Linked DNA regions of Zea mays: region 2 is linked to region 1. A link is a contact called in public Hi-C data. All regions are on one chromosome and are shown on one strand. The core of a region is the stretch at or near the end of the contact, and the rest is flanking DNA. Distances in the headings are between cores, read along the strand shown. Region 1 holds the start of LOC100275140. Region 2 holds the start of LOC100280223.

The links. A called contact is a pair of places that touch in the nucleus more often than the background predicts.
Region 2: a Hi-C map of ear shows a contact between it and region 1, with 1.7 times the contacts expected there. The contact joins the promoter of LOC100280223 here to the promoter of LOC100275140 in region 1.

Annotation. Positions count from the first base shown.
Region 1 is chr4:82,868,326-82,871,413 of Zm-B73-REFERENCE-NAM-5.0, reverse strand. It overlaps LOC100275140, which reads left to right and starts at 1,358. Exons shown (of 3, transcript NM_001150506.2): 1 at 1,358-1,741; 2 at 2,848-3,085. The coding sequence starts at 1,451.
Region 2 is chr4:83,185,429-83,188,546 of Zm-B73-REFERENCE-NAM-5.0, reverse strand. LOC100280223 reads right to left here and starts at 1,447. Exons shown (of 10, transcript NM_001153153.1): 1 at 1,015-1,447; 2 at 237-330. The coding sequence starts at 1,193.

The sequences.
Region 1 (3,088 bases), core at 109-2,608:
GACCGTTGGAGCTTCTGTCTTCTGGGCCACCGGACAGTCCGGTGGTGCACCGGACAAGCACTGTTCAGTGTCCGGTGCGCCATCTGGCTCTGCTCTGACTCTGGCGCGCACTATAGCGCATTTAATGCTCTCTGCAGACGACCGTTGGCGCGAAGTAGCCGTTGCTCCGCTGGCACACCGGACAGTCCGGTGCGCCACCGGACAGTCCGGTGAATTATAGCGGAGTGGCCTCCAGAATTCCCGAAGGTGAGCAGTTCGGAGTTGAAATTCCTGGTGCACCAAACACTGTCCGGTGGCACACCGGACAGTCCAGTGCGCCAGACCAGGGCACACTTCGGCTGACTTTAGCTTTCTATATTTAAATCCTTTTTCGGTCTTTTTATTGGTTTGTTGTGGACCTTTGGCACCTGTAGAACTCATAACTTAGAGCAAACTAGTTAGTTCAATTATTTGTGTTGGACAATTCAACCACCAAAATCAATTAGAAAAAGTGGAAGCTATTTCTCTTTCAATAACAAAACCCTCAAAACACCCATGCATTTAGGGTCCTATCAATCTCTGATTTGAGTTGACAAATGGGCGAATTGGAAGATGCCAGTATTGCTTGAGTCGATACTTGAGAGCTACAACGTCGCCGTCACCAAATTCAAAGATGTTCACTACCACATACTTCGGGACACGTAGTTTCTGCCAAATAATTCTACTTAGCCTGATCCAAGTGAGAGTGTAGCAATGACTCTAGATGATAGATAGAGCTACACCCTTCGATGTACTATTAGTTATTATTTAGAACAGCGACAGAGTCTCTAAAATATAATTTTGACCAATATTTTTTTAAATACAAATAAACTTTTAATACATTGATGTTTTTATAAAAGTACATGTTAAGATAAATCGGTGCATATAAACATTATATTTCAAAACTACATAATAAAATGGTTATTTATAGTCAAAATTTTATAAATTTAACTTAAAATTTGTCCAAAACGACGACTAACAGGATACGTGAAGAAGTAGTTGCTATTGATAGAAACTCAGCTGAATTTAACTAATTAGTCAGATAAACAACTAGTTAGATATTTAGTTAAAAATTCGTTAACTTATTAGCTTTCTTATTTTAGCAGTAATTAGTTCCGGTAACTAGTAATTAGTTCCGGTAACTGGCCCTGGACACCCAAGTACCCAACACCCAATAGTACTCCAAGGCTCGAATGGTCGATGGAGAGTGAATTCGTGGTGCTCGCGGAGGTCGGCCCACGGGATACATCCCTCACCTACGTGGCGATGATCGCGCTACTCCAGCCGCCACGTGTCCCCGAACCCCTCGTTAAATCCAGCACAGCGCATATCCCCATCCGTTCCTGTTCCCCTCGGCGACGCCAGTACGGCAGTACGCCACGCCAGTGCCCAGTTGCATTGACTCCTCCCCGGTCCCCACATCTTGCCGCCAATGGATGTCGACGGGCCCGCCCCCGCCGACGCCTCTGCCAGGCCCGCCACCAACGGCGAGGCCCCCTCCGGCGCCCGCGAGGTCGACGTCGGCGAGGAGGACACGCTCGCCGGCGTCCTCCGCAGCTTCGTCGACGGCGTCTGGTACCCGGACGAGCCTCTGCTCCGGCGGCTCCGGGCGGCGTCCTGCGACGCCGCGCCGCGCCTGAGGGGGGCGTCCCGGAACTCCGCGCGGGACCTGCTTGAGTGGACCAGGCGGGGCAGCGGCCTCCGCGCCATCCTCGTCATCTCGGTGGGCGCGCGCCTCCTTGATCCGTCACATGAGCATGGGTTTTCTTGCCCTGTTTACTAAATCTGGCTCTATCTTCTTTAGTTTATTTTCTGTAGGTGATTGCGTAGCGGTTAACTGTGCCATGGTCACTATTGCAATGTTGGTTTAGATTTGTGCTTTTTAGATCTCAGGGGCAAGGATGAAAGTGGGTATCCGAATTGTTAGACAAATTTAATATTTTAAAATAGATAGGTATGGAATTTTATGTTAATCTTTTTTTATGTTATCAAGCATATTATTACAGATAAGAATAAAATTTTGTATAAATTGTTTTATGTATTATTTGCTCCTCACAACCGAAAAGGTGAAAAAATATCTGAATTTGTATCGGAATTTTATATCTTTCATTTGAGAAGATATAAATTTGAGGTTTAAATTTTATGAATCTTTACAAGCTCATAGCTAAAAAACGATAATACCATTTTGCATAGCAGATTTTATATACTATTTATTCGCAATCAAAGAAAAAAGAAAAAAGGTTGATATTTATCCGTTCCATCCCTATCAGGGCCATATATGATTACGAATCTGTTGGGGAAAGTGAAGAATGTTTGCGAATCTGTTGGGGGAAGTGAAGAATAGGCTGAATTGTAATCCCTCTGTCCTGAAACCTAATAGATTTAGGTTTTCTCTAAACCAAACAACCATAAGTTTAACTAAATTAACAATTACAAAATAAGTATTAACATCTACGACCTCAAATAGGTAAACTATAAAAATAGATTTCATATTCCTTCTAAAAATTAGATTTCATAGGGTAGCAGTGTTTTTAATAGTACTCATTTAATAACGTTGTTTCTAAAAAACTTATCTGACTTAGGTTAGTTTGACTTTAGACAACTCAAAATTAACTGCATTTGAAGTCGAAGGGAGCATGTTGTAAGCAGAAACGAAAACATGGTGAATTACTTCTGCTAGCAATAGAACATGGTAGATTGCTTTTGCGTGTAGTTTTGATCCCATAAACTCTTACATGATACCTCGTTTTTTTATGGCATCCATTTTAAAAATTCTTGAAAATTGACAGTAAACAATTTTTCTAATTTTATCTTTGTTTGATCTGGCAGGTCGGGACAATCACGCTTATAGCATTGACTGGCCTTCTGACCTTCATGTTCTTCCTATTGGTTGCCACTGCTAATGCGATCATTGTCTCAGTCTTGATGTCACTGGCCGCTGCCGGAGGATTCTTGGCCATCTTCTTTGCTTGCTTGGTTGCAGTGTATATTGGAGCAGTATCAGTTGCTATCTTTGTCATTTCTGCGACTGTTATCTCAGCAGTTGTTGGAATTTTGGTTGCTACCGGTA
Region 2 (3,118 bases), core at 198-2,697, 320 kb before region 1:
AATAAAACATCATACATTAACAGTGAACTAGAACTAATCAACACAAATTAAATACATGTAGAACTTCTGAACCAAAGTTTCAGTGCTATCCGGAGATAAATTGACATAGTATTAAGTAGTGACATAGTACTTCAAGAAGACTATATTGTAAGGGCTAGGTGTGTGGGGTGTATGATACCAGGGCTATCTTTGCCCTTTTTACTTCTTAAGTTATTGAAGTAGTGAAAAGCCATTACCAGAACCATCCAAATATCCGTTTCGGCTTGGTAAAAAACATGGGAGTGTTTCTCTGATTCTATAACCTCGCAATCCTCTTCTGGGGAAAATATTCTGCATATAACTAACATTGAGAAATAAGATGTGGAACCCAGCAATATTAGGCAATAAATGAATTATCAAAAGTATAGAGTCAGGAAATACTTGGATGGCAATTTGGGGAGAATACACTATCAAAGAGCAAACGGAAGTCATAATGTGACCACAAAAGAGATGTTGCTTATGAAGGGCCCCAATTACTGATGTTAACCCCCATGTCAGTCTGAGTAATCATCCATTAGTATTTGCAGTTGTCTAGAGATCTACATGAATATGTGAACTGTGAACACTATGTGAAAATAAACCACTATACAAAATTACAAATGTTATTACTATTAAAAGGCTAGATGTTTCTAGATCTGCCACTGTCATACAGGTGAACTTAGGAACCAACGCCATTGGCCCGCTGCCAAAAAAACTAATCAAGTCCAGAATTGTTCTTGCTTGAAAAAACCTAAGCTGGATCACATGCAACAAAATCGATTCACCCAAACTTGCATACTCGAGCAATCTACGGATTTGAAATACTGAAGTGATGCTATAAGCTTAGATGCTGTTGTAGCCCTCTAGAAAGCTGGGTGCAATTCTTTTCCTAAACGCAGAAGATGCTGCTGCTGTTGTTGGCGAGGAGCACGAGCAGATCAAGACCTTCAAATTGCGACCAACTGCACAATAAAAATGAGTGAGAGCGAAGGCAACCTAGTGAAAGTGACGATCCCCTCGCAGAGGCCGATGACAGAGAGCTGGAGCAGGATGGGGCAGTCGGCGGGGTAGAAGTAGAGGATCTTGTCGAGCTCCTGGCCCTCCTGTTGCCCCCTCTGGAGGTCGAACACGCAGAGCTGCACCCCGTCGCCAGTGGCGGCCGACGAGAGCCCCATTCGAAACCGGAGCTGCCGAGGCCCGAGGGGCCACCCCGCGGGACACGCAACCGCGAGCGAGTGGACCCGAGGCGGTAGGTGGGGGCGACCACGCGGCCCGGACTGATCCGGTGCGGGTGCGGGAGCGGGGCGCCGGAGAGGGAACGGCGGGCTAGGGCCCGCGGCGGCGGTCACAAGAAAGGGCGGAGGAGAAAGGGGGAGGCGGGCGTGGACCGGTGACTGGGGTCGGCGACCGACGCAGGCGTGCGGCGCGGTGAGGCGCTGTTCGGGCACGCCGGGCAGGTGGGACGGGGACAAGCTGGTCGGTGGGGGAATTGTTGACTTGGGCCTCGCCGACGGGATTCGGGCCTGCCCAATTATGTATGGGCTTGCGCAGCCCAGGAGCATGGGGGTGTTAATTTCACGGCTGCGTGACGGCATATGGGCCAACAGGCAACAGCCACATCATTAGTTTGGAAATTTGGAGAGGCGGGCAGGCCGCCATCGATGACATCGCGGCATGTCTCTTCTCTACTCCCGTTTTGTCCAATATCTAATTTTCTTCTCCATATTTTGCCTAACAAATGCATACGCAACCAAACATATCTGCACAAGCAACCATGACGAGCGTTTTCCTCCTTGTTGTCGGCGTCAACTCCGATCTCTCATCTCGGTCTCCTTCACCAGATTACCCTGTACCACCATAAAAGGCACGAGGAGATCATCCTGTTTGCCTCCGTCTCACCATAAAAGTGACACCGTGGATGGGACGCGCCAGCCGCGGCTGGCGCGCCCTAATCCATGATGTCGCTTTTACCTTTCTCATCGGCAAGCAGAGAGCCAAATGTTAGGACTTGCTCTCACTCGCAAGGGGGGCCAACAAAGGTGAACAGTTACGACAACAGGGTTACGCGCTAGATGACAATAGCTCTGTTAATCTAGCCTCTCACGGGCACTGTGCGGGGGTATTTATAGGTACATGAGCGCCCAGCGCCTTGTGCTAAGGACGCATGTGCCCTCAGCTACCTAGGTTATCCCCAGAATATTCCCATAAAGTAGGGTTACAGACTGTAATTACAGGGATGCCTTTACAAATTAGGCCCGTAACACGCGGCGGCCACGCAGGGCCCGTTACAATGGGCCGGATCGCACGTGGGCCTCTGAGCTGGACGAGGCCGCACTGTGGGATGACGCCGTCGCAGGCCTTCGTCTGGAGCCGAATCGAGCGAAGGGTGTCCCTGCCCGTTTTGTCTCTGTCAGACCAGCGACTGCAGCAAAGGCCTCGAGCGAAGGGTGGCGTCTTTGCCTTCGCCCCAACAAGGAGAATGCGCTCTGGATCTCGAGGTTAATTTTATACTGGTTGTTGGTAAAAGATTTATAAGATATTAAAGTCGATGATAATCTACGTTAATATATATATATATTACTCGCTTTTATATAATCGTTGTGTGATAATATTGTCGGGGACCATAATTAGGGGTACCCTCAAGACGCCTAATTCTCAGCTGGTAACCCCCATCAGCATAAAGCTGCAAAGGCCTGATGGGCACGATTAAGTCAGGGATCAGTCCACACGAGTGACTCGATCACGCTTCACCCGAGCCTAACCTCGGCCAAAGGCAGCCGACCTCGAGAGACTTCCGTCTCGCCCGAGGCCCCCTTTTTATGGCGGACACATCACCGGCTCGCCCAAGGCCTTGGCTTCGCTCAGAAGCAACCTTGACTAAATCACCGCACCGACTGACCAAATTGCAGGGGCATTTAACGCAAAGGTGGCCTGACACCTCTATCCTGACACGCGCCCCCGGCAGAGCCGAGGTGACCGCCGTCACTCCACCGCTCCACTGGCCAGTCTGACAGAAGGACAGTGCCGCCTGCGCCACTCCGACTGCAGTGCCACTCGACAGAGCGAGTCTGACAGGCAATCAGGCCTTGCCAAAGGCGCC